Linked DNA regions of Capsicum annuum: region 2 is linked to region 1. The links are chromatin contacts, called in public Hi-C maps. All regions are on one chromosome and are shown on one strand. Each heading gives the region's core, a stretch centred on a gene start, on an enhancer-like site or on the middle of the called end of the contact. The rest is flanking DNA. Distances are from core to core; before and after follow the strand shown.

What was found. Hi-C and Micro-C count contacts between places; a contact is called where the count stands out from the background.
Region 2: a Hi-C map of bud shows a contact between it and region 1, with 4 times the contacts expected there. The contact joins the promoter of LOC107863383 here to the enhancer-like site in region 1. A contact is called at or near these places in 3 of 5 Hi-C or Micro-C datasets (bud, leaf and placenta).

What each region holds. Positions count from the first base shown.
Region 1 is chr3:186,510,573-186,517,571 of UCD10Xv1.1, reverse strand. It overlaps LOC107863382 (cleavage and polyadenylation specificity factor subunit 1), which reads right to left. Exons shown (of 26, transcript XM_016709275.2): 24 at 5,800-5,979; 25 at 3,499-3,884; 26 at 2,037-2,768. The coding sequence ends at 2,654. Among protein-coding and RNA genes, the nearest start is that of LOC107863382, 38 kb to the right of the region's middle. Within about 2 kb of position 1,866, at least 5 of the 5 cell types and tissues checked have an H3K27ac peak or open chromatin away from gene starts, as enhancers often do. A contact at or near this core is called in bud and leaf, where this site is marked.
Region 2 is chr3:186,572,553-186,579,821 of UCD10Xv1.1, reverse strand. LOC107863383 (protein PSK SIMULATOR 1) reads right to left here and starts at 3,516. Exons shown (of 1, transcript XM_016709277.2): 1 at 1,508-3,516. The coding sequence starts at 3,107. The coding sequence ends at 1,680.

The DNA of each region.
Region 1 (6,999 bases), core at 617-3,116:
TAAATAAAGTGAAGACAAAGGGCATGCGTAAAAGCAAAAACTACTTTTGACATAAATTGATTTTGGCGTGTGAGTCATATAGGAAGGCATAAAATTTTCCATAAGCAGCATGCATTACTATCTTTCTTCTTCAATGGAACAGTGTAATAATAACGTCTTCTTTTTATTTTCCTTGTCAAATCTCAGTGTCACGACTTTGAATCCTAATATATATAACTTCTTTGTCAATGACTGTCAATTGTATTTTTCTATGTCAAAAAAATTGATTGTACGCCTAATGCAACTTAAGAAAATTAGCTAATGAGGAAAAATAGCCCAAGACCACGTAAAGAAACCATAATGCATGTTCCACTAATCAATGTGGAACTTTCTTTATATACGATCAAGTGTTTGTATCTGCTTCAGAGTTTTCAACTAATTCGGATTCGCATTGCATAGAGCCTATTAAATAGGAAAATGCTTTCTACCAAAGAAAAATCCTCATTCTCCAGTTCAAACTCGAGGCCTCTGATTGATAATGGAGAGAGCCTCTGATTGATAATGGAGAGATCCTATTCATCCCACCACAATTGGGGTGACCTACTTGTAAAACTTAACACTCCACTTCTGTTTTAACTAGGTTTAGAAAAACACCAATTGCCCTTTCCCTATTGTAAGGACTAAGTACCCAATCATCATGACATTTCACGACATGAAAAGTTTTGATATCGTCTGCAGCAAATATGACAACGGCTGAAATTTTTCATTAAGCTTTATACTTAGGGAATTACTTGATGATATGCGTAAATATGTTTTTTTTTTTTTTAAAATAAATGTGCTAATTGCTTAAGTCGTTGAAAATAGCGTTAACAAAAGAAAAGAGGGGGGAAAAAAAGATAGACGATAACTAGTTTCATGGTATTATCCACCAAGGTACCTAATGCACTTTTTGTTAGTTCTTTATATATTTTGATGTTTTTGCTGAATTCGACTGATTTTGAAAAACACACGTACATGCTAGTAAACTATATTAAGGATTCCTAATTGCACGTACATCCTAAAACATAGAATTCTCCCTTCTCTCTATCTCAAGTACAACTGGATAATCTTGCTTCCCACACATATCCCTTTGATGGGACCAAAATTTAAGATCTTTTCAGAGTTAGAGAGTCCACTTCGTGATGGGCTATTTTGGTAGCATTTGAAAGAGATATAACAACAATATCTAGTGACTTGGGACTATATACAATAATGTAATATGAATGGGACTCCAATGTGGAAAAAGAGGAAGAAACTAATCATGGGAGAAGAGACCACGAGGCCATATGCTATCTATAAGTTCACTCATCTCCATCGCATTTTGTCTCTCTTTTTCTAGACATTTCCAAAAGCATTTGTCCCAAACTACATGAATGGATATTGACTTCTTTTTATTTCTAGTCGTTTCCTTTTCCTTTTTTTTTCTTTCATGGAAAAAGTGGTGGGGAGTCGTGGCTTTTAGCTGTATCTATTTTGGTAGCTTAATGTTGCTTTAAGGTTTGTGTAAGATTTAGGTAAAAATACCATGAATAATCAGGTATCTATTAGGTTCATAGACAATTGCATTACATCTTTTTCTGTTTTGGAAAAAAGTACTGCGTGTCCTATAAATATTCAGGCAGAACCATTTTACCTCAGTATGGTTGGAGTCAATCTAAGAAGTATTTGGTAATGCGTCTATTAAACCCCACTCCTCTTTTAAGATGTCATGGCAATAAAGACTAATGTTTTTCTTCTTTAAGACTGGCCATAGGCCAACTGTTTCCAAATGTTCACCTCCATCATCACCATCTTGAGCGCACACACGACCAACACTGTAACCCAAACTTCGAACTACTTTAACAATCATTAGTTAGGAAGGGATACAGAACAAAACAAGGGACAAGGGTTCCTTCTTGGATTCAAGCGCTTTCTCACTAATCCATCCATCACACGTCAGTTTTCTGCGGTGTAAAATCTGTATGTAGTCGTACAATTAATTACAAACACAGGATGCTTCAAGGAAAATGAGGAAAAACTGGAATAGAAAGTGATATTCTTGATGATTCAAAATATCCTACGTGTTAGAAATTATACATAGGTCCAAACTGTTAACCAGCAGAATCAACAAATTAGAATTTTCGACTGCTTACATTTCAGGTTTTGATGAGCAAAAAATCACCTCAAGTACACCACCTCGTTTCATCTAAGATCAACCTGGAACGGCTTCCTCTCTGCTCTGCATCCCCTTTGTATTACTAACCTTACACATCATAATATAATCTACAATGTTAGCAATGATGGGTTATAGAAGATCAAGCATCACCTAACATCTTAAGCAGTACATAATAAATGGTCCTCGGGTTGATACGCCTAATTAATGTACACCCATCGGTAACAACAGCGAACCAAGAATTCTGGGTAATCCCATTAAGAAGCAGCTGCTGCTCTTGACAAGAATGATGATTCCTTTAACGTTCTTCGGATTCATGATACAGGAGGAAACAGCTGTTAGGTGTTAAAGCCGCCTTAGTTCCATGAGGATGATTACTGAAGACTTTTAACTGGTCGAAGATGACTTCTAAACTGCTCCAGTTCCCCACTGCCTCAATTAGCAACATTAGTTTCTGATCTATACGTCCTCGTTAGAGCTACATTATAAGAAGCTTGTACCCAAGATCAAGTCATTAAAGTTTGACATTATTTGCATCCGTGTGGTTCCGATCTGCTGAGCTATCTCAAGCTGTTCCTCCAATGGGAGCATCTCATAGCTGCAAAATGAACAAGATATATACACTAATGATACAAATTCAGATGCTACTATAAGTCTATAGCTGACCAACGTTGTTAAAAAGATTTTGCGAGACTGCGCATATCAAAAATTTCACAAATAACAGTTCATATATATTCCACTTCATCACAACATCAAGACCACGAGTCTCGTTGGTGAGCCTTGGAGAAGGTCAGAAGAGTAGATTTAGTCATGTCCTCCATAGGCCTCCCTATGATACTATGAGAATGGAAGATGACAAGATAGACTTAAAAATCATATAGAGGAAAATTAAACTAGACAGTTAGAATCAATGCCTAGGTGTTGTTACACATTTATTTTTATTTTTTTTGAAACTGGTAATTTTAGTGTTGTTACACGATTATTAAGTCATCTATTTTCCTGAAAGTATATTAGGTCATGTATTAGCCAGACCTTTTAATCTTGTCCGAGACTTGTATGTCCGTGTAGGAACGAGTGTGAGATTTAGAGTACCCCCAATCAGTCTTCAAGGACAACTTATTGTAGGCATGGAGCTCTTCGATCTCATCCGAAGAAAAGATACTTCTCTTCACTCAACATCAAAAATAATTTCTTTTCTGAGAAGGTACCACCAAACATAATATGGTACATACTCAACTGTCTAAACAGGGAAGTGGCAACACATAAAACAACTTTTGAGTAAACTATAAAGAAGTGCTAGATAGTTCATGGTTCCAGAGACTACTTACTGGGATAGCAGCTCACAGTCAACTATGTTGTCTGGACCAGGCCGATGAGCTTTTCCATTTGAATGGAACTGGCGGAAAGATCTAGGATTTAGTCCAGCAACATGGGAAACAGCACTGACAAGCTTTTTTTGCAGGGACTGAAGCCTACGAAAAGTAAGTTCATCAAGAGGGGCTATACAGCCGAGGCTGCCATCTAGCGTGCCAAACACTGAAGCAAAGCGATTTGTTTTATCAGACCCCGGAGCAGTAGCAGTTCGCTCAGATGTAGTGGGAAGCAACTGCAAGCGTAAGAACTTTGTAATGCGAGAACCAACATGGAACTCAGCCCTGGACAGAAGTTTCTGCCCTTTCCAACTTTCTGACACCTTTGGAGCATAGTAGAATATCTACATTTAAGCAATATTAACAAATTAGAGTCAGATATCCAATGATTAAATTTGAACAACATTACAGGTCTTCAAGCCATAGCTAAAGATAATAGCAGTGGGAAGTAACAAAAGACATTAGCCCCTTGTGCTAGATACCTAATCAGAATGCTATATGCAAGATTGATGATACAGGCCAACATATATCTGAATAACTATTGCAAGTACGAACAGCTATATACTTTCCATGACTACATTGCAGTCACAAACTTCTCTATAGATCATTCTTGGAAAGTATAAATTTCTGTGACTCAAAACTGAATTTGCTAACGACATGCTCAGTGGCAAATGCTGATTTGCATCTTTTTCATGCATTAGAATAGTCATATCGTAGCAAACTCATCCACCTTTCTCCAACCCAAAGGAAAGAAAGCACCAAAAAATTTAATAATAACACCAATAAGGTGGGGGGAGCTGAATAGAGAAAACAAAATCCAAACACTCAGGTTGAAGGTATCCAATTTTGTATCAGATGGAAAAGTTATAGTGAACCTACATCAGAAAGTCTTGTGGGTTTTCAACTGATCCTAGACATTGGACGTAGAAATGCTATTAGAGTGAACTCGTCTAGCCAACTTAGGATGAGGATATTGCGGTGGATGTGTGGGCATACAAGGAGAAACAAGATTAGGACCAAAGATATTCGGGACAATTTAGGAATAATCTCTCTGGTAGACAAGATGAAGAAAGCGAGATTGAGGTGATTCGGGCATGTGAAGAGGCGATGCACGGATGCCCCAGTGCTAAGGTGTGAGAGGTTGACTACGGATGGTTCTAGGAGAGGTAGAGGTAGGTCGAAGAAGTACTGGACAGAGGTGATTAGATAGGAAATGACGCAACTTCATCTTACCAAAGACATGGTCTTAGATAGGAAGTTACAGAAGACGAGTTAGGGCAAATGGCTTGTTAGGTAGTTGAGAGTTGTCTCGCTTATTCCTTCATACTAGTAATCATAGACTCGTAGTATTACTTTGAGAGTTTCTTGTTATTCCATTTCTGTGATTATTTGATGTTTCGTGCACTTCAAGTATCATTTATTTTGTTGTAGTGATTATTTTTTAGTGTGCTTTGTCATGTCATCTTTAGCATTTTTGTCATGACTTCTTCTCTCTCAAAAACAGTCTCTCTACCTTACAAGGTAGTGGTAAGATTTGTGTACACACCATCCTTCCCAGACCCCACTTGTGGGATTACACTGGGTATGTTGCGGTGGTTGTTATTATTTTGCGAACTTAAAGTTTCCCAGACAGAAGAGCAATAGCCTTCAAAGTTTAAATGTCCCACATTGGTAGAGGAAATAAGATTGTCTCCTTATATGGTCATGGACAACCCTCACCTCGTGAGCTAGCTTTTGGGATTGAGTTAGGCCTAAGATTTTTTATTTTTTTTTGGTGGGGGGGCTGTTATCCAAAAAATTTACAACATATCCTGCATCCAGAGGTGGAGTAACAGCAAAAGAGAAAAAGGGAAAAAGAAAAGCTATCCCTAGATCCTCCTACATCTTATAAGGATCCTAGTATGTCTACAATAGCCACAGGATCATCTATACGCTCAGAACTACACCAATAGCAAAAAGTGATAATGCAGTTCATTTTAATCTTGTGTAATGGCCTAAGATTCATTTCTTATCATGGTACCAAAGCTAGGAGCATCCATATTCTGACGTCTCAATGTTGGGCCTCCATGTTATGTTGTCCACACTCTAGTTGGTAAGTCTGGCGTGTGGAGGAAATGGATTGTCATTATATGGTCTTGGACAACCTCACCTCATGAACTAGCTTTTGGGATTGAATTAGGCTCAAGGACCTTATTTTATCACAGAGTAAAATGAAAACACAACAGACAAAATAGAAATAATTATAAAGATACAAGTTACCTGAACATTCTTTTGATCATCTGAAACTACAAGACTGAGAGTGCTACCATCAATCAAAAACTCTGTTGCTAAACAATCAAGAGCACCAAAATCTTTAGCCAATAAAGTAAGTTGAGGCTCTTTCCAACTGATGAAGTATATACTCTTATGAATGTCTCCAAGAAGAATAAAGTTCTTCACCTATGACATTTACAACATTGAAGGTAAAAAGGCATGAGAAAAGTTCAGAATAAATTTTTCTGAGAAACTTAGGGAAATTAAACAAAGAACTCCGAATAGTATCACGGTTTGATATCTTTTGTCCAAGAATGAAAAGGATTGTACTATTAGATCCTTCATTTATGGAAACTGACAAGGTTCTAAACAATAAAACATAAATTATGTGCTCCTCCCAACAGTCTATTTGATTCTCCTTGTAGCTTGAGCCACCAAATATTACATGTCTAACTACAAGTAATAGATATAGGACAACCTATCTTAATAATAATCAATAGACAAAACAAACTACTGGCCGTGTTTTGCTCCTTTCACCACATTTTATTCATGTTGCTTTCTACTTTGATTAGTGTCTATGCATATACTCAGGGGTTGGGTGAAGGGGACACTATTTTAAAGCAGATTGAGATGTTGCAAAATGATTTATCACATTAAATTCTGTAACTGTTACCAACAATGCAGAAAAATAGGAACTGCACCACTTGGATTCACGAAATTATGACTACATATATGCACTTTTTACAGGATTGCGATTGGAACTCCTCAATCTAGGCACAGCCAGTCGCTTCTCGTGAATTTTCACAACCCTGGTGTGCAAAAATGGGATATTCACTAGGCATTTCTTTTATGATGGTTTTTTTATAAAAGTAACATCTTTGTATATAAAGCAAAAGCAGAATCTGGGAGTGCTGAAAAGGGTATTTCATTTATAATGTTGAATTCAGTACTCTTTAAAATTTTAATTCATGATATCCCTCATGTATTTATATGATTTAAGTCTCAGATTATATTCATAAGCTTATTTATCCTCAATGCAGATTCAAGAGAGGGTGGGCTATTGGCTACCTTTGACCAACTTTCTTAAATTTCAATAATCACAAATTAAAGGAAACCATAATTTACGTAACTCCTTAGATGAAAGAAATGTACCGAATTAAACACCCAAGTACAAAATCTTAACTGGAGTTTGAGCTGATAATGTTC
Region 2 (7,269 bases), core at 2,267-4,766, 61 kb before region 1:
TGCACAGTTTATACTTTTTTAGAAGTGTTGAATAAATTTGCAATACATATAATATGCAAACCCTGGTTAAAGTTTAAATAGAAGCAACTAAAATGGCAACCCATGCACCTCGATCACCCGAATAGAATGTAGTTCTAGATCAAAGAGTCAAATTTTCTCTATAAAATGTTATTCTTAGGGGGAGGATCAGGGGTATCGAATGGGGTTCCTTCGAACCCAATAATTAAGATATGAAATAGCTCACGAGTTTTTAACCTATTCAACGAGAAATCATATGATTAGAAATTTTCTAACTCCTTAACACAAGTGTGGAGATACTTTACCAGTAAATCATATCACACCAGTTTATCTTGTGTCAACAGCTAAAGATTGTGAAAGCGCAACAAAAAAGAAATCAATGGGGAAAATTTTGGGGTGGAGAGGAAATTTAGAAAAGAAAAAAATTAATGGAGAGATGAGAGGGTGGATGTCACAATATCAAAATTCAATCCCAACTATGTGATCTTGAATATTCTGATCCACCAACTCATAAGTTGATGCATTAAAACCTAAATAAAAATATTAGGCAATTCAAGAAGTGGGGTCACCCCACAATAAACAAGGCAATGGCTTTAATAAGTTTATGATCAGTCTCCCCAGCAATGTATGCATATCACAAGTTGCTTGTTTCCATGTTTTCCAGGTAATAAATTTTCCAAGGTCCCATTTCAACTCTTTTTTGTGCATATCCATTTGGACAGAGTGAAATACAACAATGGCCTACCCCATTCACAGGATATGGCAAACTCTTGTCCCTGTTTTCGTGCATGTTCACTTTGTTGCTGCCCGTCTCATTGAACTCTATTAGAGTTATGTTACTTGGACTTTTCAAAAATCTCAACAGTTGCATGTTGGATTCTCCAAAAATAATGCAACATTGAAAATGAAGAGTCCGCACAACTTAGCATTAGAGCACTCATTACTCCCTTTGAATTTTATGCATATGCACCGGTAGTGTAAAGATTTTTTCGCCAACAGCTTGCCTAATCTAACTTGTTATAGCAGGTTGTTTATCTGATTTTTCAGATAATTAGTTTCATAAAACTAGTTCTACTTATTATGAGTAAAAAAGAATTTACATACTTGTTAGAAGTTAAACTCACTTTTTTTGGAAGGTGCGTGGGGTTAGAAGAGAATTTTATGTAATCACAGTTTGAAGCCAAAAAAAGATCAGATCCTACATGAGTATCCAAAGTAGGAATTTGTTTGTTTAATCTTCCTACTCAACATAAATGAGGGACCACTAGTCTATTACCAATCATATCAGCAACCAACTTCTTTAATTTGTAAGTATCATCTACTAGTATTCTTTAATTCTAATGTAAGTAAACAATATTTTCTCAGATTTGTAAGCTAGGACCTAATCAAACTGGATTCCATGTGTTACCACAATTATAGCATCTAAAGAATATGTTCACATGCCTGCAAAATGCAAAATTATTCATACAACATTTCTCGGATCTCGATGGGCTTGAAAATCTTGACTCAATCTTATAGTAGTCTACAACTGATATACAGATTTGGGTTAAAACAAAACATACCCCTCACAGATTTTTTAAAGGAGTTTCCATCTAACAATCCTTCAAATTATATATCTATTAATGAAATCAAAGAAAATTACTTAGAAGAAATTGGAAGGCTTAATTACTTGAACGCTTCAAATTCAAGAAGTTGTTGAAGTTGGTACACTCAAACAACGCCTTAGCATTCATTTCTCTTTCAAACCTCCAAATATAATTTAACCCCACTAACAGCTCTGTTATGGCAGCTTCAGTCTTTTCTTGATTTGCAAAATACAAAGTCTGCAGCAAGAGGACATTAGTTTTTGGAATTAAATTTTGTTGTTCAAAGCTCCTTTCACTTTGCCATTTGATCATATTATGTGCCAAAGGTGACAACCATCCTAATATCTTCTGCAGGGCATCTTTCCATTCACTAGCAAGAACTGGATCACTAGCCGAAAATCCAACGCCTTTTAGTCTTGATCTTAGCGATGATCGTATACTATTTGGCAACATGGAGTATAAATCATCTCTAGCATCAACACCAACTAGTTGTGGTGATCGTATCATTTTTTCCATAACAATGATCAAATTAGCATAATGTAGAGCAAGTGCAGCCGCACCCAAAGTACTCGAAGGTGGTTTAAGTACCTTAGTATTAGACTCGAAAAAATCATGATCTGAAACATTCTTGTCATGAAGTATTGGTGGATTCACCAATGGCCCAGACACGAAATTGCACGTGTTATGGTTTTCTGAAGGATAAACAGTTGCTGAAGCAGAGAGACTACGTGGGAGAGAATTTGGATATCCATTGCTCATACCAAAAACAAATTTGATCCTTGCTTGAGAAGTGAAAATGGATCGAGCAAGCAGAGACGTTACTGTATCGAAACTACGACACCATAAAGATCTTTCTTTCAGGTACTTAACTTCTTGTTTCTGCCACAGAAACTTCTGTCGCAGTTCAAGAATCTTCTGTTCTTTAACTGAAATATCAGAATCTTTGAACTGGGAATTCGAAGCTTTCCTTAAACTATTCTCAAGAACTGAAATCTCATCCATTTGTCGATGTAGCAAGGCGGTAGTAGTAACATACTGATCCATTCTCTTGATTTTTGACTCCATGTCCTTCAAGCTAAGAACCCAGTTGTAAGGATCACGGCCCGTGTTTGAGAATTCATTGAAGTAACGATCAAAGTTCCTGAGATGTGAATCTTGACATCTTTTACTGATTCTTGAAACAGACTTGGCAACCAGCCTTAAATTCTCGACAATTTCTGCACAGACAAGGCCAATAAGGAAGGCGTCATCGTTTGATACAATCTTGCGTACGCCTTCCAGGGAGATTGACTCATTGCGGATACGGATCATGTTCTTGTCTGACAGAAATTGCCATAAATGTAGAAGCTTTGACATAAGACCAGAGATCTCAAATGCTAAAACTCCAACACTGGATTTCTTGATCGCCGCGAGCTTTGGGCGCGGCGCACTGGTTGATCGCACTGTATCCAAACTGTGTGCTATAGTTTTTTTCACCTTAATTAACCATGTTTCAAGTGCCATGACTAATATTTAGAATAATGTAAATTGGGTTTTTGAGTAAGGAGTACTAAGAAGGAGAAATGGAATGGGTTAAATGAGAGAGAGTCGAGAGGAAAACAAAGAGAAAGGGACGACTAGAAGGGGAAATAATTGGAGAATGGAGGGTGTGGAGAAGAAGATGATAAATGCAAAGTGCTTTGAAGGCTCGTGGGATGTTGAGAGCATTAGAGATACGTCTATTAAGAAAAAATCAGAGACATTACTGTGAATATAGAGATTTGTATTTGTGGGAGGGGCGGGATATAGGATATCATGTTGATGGAATAAAAATATTAGTGGGAAAGTCCCAGATTCAATGACAGAGCGTGGTTTAAATTACTAAGCAAAAGGGTAATTTGTCTCTTTCAACTTGATGTCCACTTGCTATCAAATGGAAGTGGTATTCATTACTCTTTTGTTTTCCAACTATAAACCATATATTAATCTACTTTCGTCTTTCGGTATAAATTCAGAGTCTCGGTGTAAATGCTCTATCGCTCACTTTCACCTATCATATTTCACCTTAGGAAAATCAATTCGATCATTTTCAAAAACTAAATTGAATTAAACTAATTTAATACTTTAGAGTGAAAAATTTGGGAGATAAAACTCAAGAAATAGTCTACTTCAAAATTGTAAGAAAACTACACTTTGCAGGCGGGCCTCACTATTTATCATATCAAGATAAAATTCTGGTTATTTTTTAAGATGATCAAAGAGATTTGACGAAAATCAAGCATACATTCAAAAATACTATAGTTGCATTTGGTTCATATTAACCTGATGAAATAATACATTGTACAATACTGTTCAAAATTCACATAATTTAACTCTAAAGGAAAAAAATAAACGTGACAAGTAAAAAGAAATATGAGGGAATATGTTGTAATGGTGCGGGATAGCCATTTTTCCGTCTTGTAATTGTTAAATTGCTTTTAAAACTTCATGACAATATATTGAAAAACTTGTAGAATTTCAAACTCCATCACATTGTCTATTTTTCAATTAGGTGGGCTAAGACCTCATTTGTTTGCACTTAATGGAGGTCTAAATCTGAATGGTTCAGACTTCAGACCATAAAATATATTTGTTTTTTATTAAGGTTTTAACTCTTAAGAGGTCTGAATAGGTCTTAATCATTCAGATCTACATCCAAGTCTTAATAGGTCTGAAGGGATATTCTGGTGTTGGATAATATTCACCACTCTATTCATAATCAGCAGTCACCATCACTAACCACCTCTGCCACCGTTACCATTGTCAACCACCACCACCATCTACCACCACCAACCACCTCCACCATCACAACCACCATCGATAAAAAATACTGTTATCATACCTACTACTTCTTTTATTCTAATTATATTCACCGTCACCACTGCCGTCAACAACACCACAATCAGCAACTACTATCGGTCAATCCCTACTACCAACCAACTCATCTATTACAACTAGCACCACCACTAACTACCACTAATACATCACAACCTTTATACATTCTTTGGTCGTCACCACCATTGTCACTAGTAACGCCACCTCTACCACTACTTCAACCAGTACCATCGCTACAATTTATCTCTACTAACAATCATCTCCACCATCACAGTAAATAACATCTCTAACTAGCACCAACACATCGTCAATCATCATGCATTCATGTTTCAGCTAACACAATCAACACCTTAAACTACTAACATCAAGCAACGTCACATCACAACAACAACCACCACCATTAATCGCCACCGCCATAACAGTCATTAGAATACCAACCATCACAATTATCACCACCAACATTATTAATCACTAACATCAATCATTGTCTCCACAACTATCATTATAAGCCATCTCTACTATCACTAACAAACATAAATGTTTTTTCTCAATCAAATACTAATAATTTAGTTGTATTAAATTACATATTTTTTAATATATAATTAAATTTTTATTTGAATTGTATTTTTTATTTTAATATGTATACAAATAATTTTTTTTACACATTCAGAAGGGGAGCCTTGGAGTAACTGGTAAAGTTGTTGTCATGTGACCAGGAGGTCACGGGTTCAAGCCTTGGAAATAGCCTCTGGCAGAAATACAAGGTAAGGCTGCGTACGATACACCCTTGTGGTGGAGCCTTTTTCCGGATACCGCGCATAGCGGTAGCTTTAATGCCTTTTTCCGGATACCGCGCATAGCGGTAGCTTTAATGCATCGGGCTGCCCTTTTTGATTCAGATGTTGAAAAACAAACAGTCTTAATCATTCAGTTTTCAGATCTAGAGACAACATCTTAATCATTCGGATGTGCATTCAGATTCAGACGTCTAAATCTTAAAAAAAAAAATGGAGCCTAAATGTTCATATTTTACACTCGATGGGTTAACAAAGCCGGAGCCAGGATTTTTGTTTAAGAGTTCAAAATCTGAAGAAAAACTCATCGAAAGGGGTCAACATCTAAAATATAGAAATAAAAATCATTTTAGCCATGTGTTAATAATATAATTTTTTGTCGAAAGGAGTTCATTTGAACCCCTTTAATAGGCTAGCTCCGCCTCATAGGTATGTTTCATATGGAGGAAAATATTTATCAGAAATGTGTTTCCTAGTTTCTCGTGTTCAATAGGTTAAACATTTTTTTTTAAAAAAAGAACTTCTTTAAGAAAATAAACTTCTTTAGCTGCGTGGCTGAGTGACTTATGTTTTCTAGTTAGTTTATACAATTCATTCTCTTGCGTGCGACTAGTGTTATTCCTAGTTATTTCCTTGAGAGAACAGTGTCAGCCTGTTCTAGCTTTGTAACGTGCACTTCTGGTTGAAATAAAATCATTTATTTATCAAAAAGATATAAAAAAAAAAAAATTTAAAATAAGAAAAATGACTTTCTTAATGAAAGTAGAGACAACAAGAGTAGAGACAACAAGAGTGATGTTGTCTCCTCTCACCCTCATTACTATGCACCAGCCCACCCTTTGCTGCTGCCACCCCCACCACATGCGCCCCCTGCCCTCCTCCTTCCCATTTCCCCCTCCCTACTATAACGCTCATCACCTTATTCCAAATTTGTTAGGTTTTTGTGCTGATTTTCTTACCAAAATTAAGTTTTTACTTTTTTTTGGAACGAAAATAAAAGTAATCATAAGTACTTTTACTTTTTCTAAAGGAAAATATAATTCTTTTTCATATTTGGCTAACCTATTTCTTGAAGGAAAGGTTTTGGATATCTATAAATAGAAGACCTCCTTCTCATACCATAACACAGTAGCATTCACAATGTAGTCTTTGAAGAATCTTTGTTTAGAGGGAGATTTCTCCCAATAGGTTTTAGGTTTTTCAATTGTAGTTTTTTAATATGTAGGTCGTTTGACCAACCTTTTTCAATAATATTTTTTTCTTTGTCGTCTGAATTATCACCATGATAGGTTTGCAAACTATAAGCTTCTGCATGATGCCCTCTCGATTTCGAACCCAACACATTCATCCTCATAGTTTTTTGTTACATATGTATATCGAGTATAAGAAAATAAGTAAAAAATTACTTATTTTCCTAAAATTACTTATCGAGTATAAGAAAATAAGTAAAAAATTACTTATTTTCCTAAAATATTTGAAAAATATATTGTACAAAAAATACATTTTTTCATATCGAACATACCTATATATTTCATTTTGTATATTTGTTTGATTGGATAAGAAGTTTAAAAATGTAGAAATCAAATTGAACTTGTTTATGGATATATGTGAATGACTTGGAGTAAAAAGATCAAACCCATTGATGGCCCCCTAAACTTGGCACGAACTTTCACTTAGGCATCTTAAGTGGACATTGTTCACTTTTGGTACCTCAAGTGGCCATAAAGTGAGTCACTTTGACGCCTTTCGACATCAGCTCTGGTGCGTGGGTCACACTCACTGCCTACGTGGATTAGCGACCAATTAATTTTTGCCATCTAATTTTACATTGCCACATCATTATATATACATAAAATTAGTTTTTTTTTTTAAAAAAAAAGGTCAAAATGCATGGCAATTACATTTAATGAATTAATATGACACGTGTTTTTTTCCCAAAATAATTACAAAAAAGCCCCCCCCCCTCCGCACATTGTCTTCCACATTGTCTTCTCCACCCAACTTTCTTTTAGCTTAAC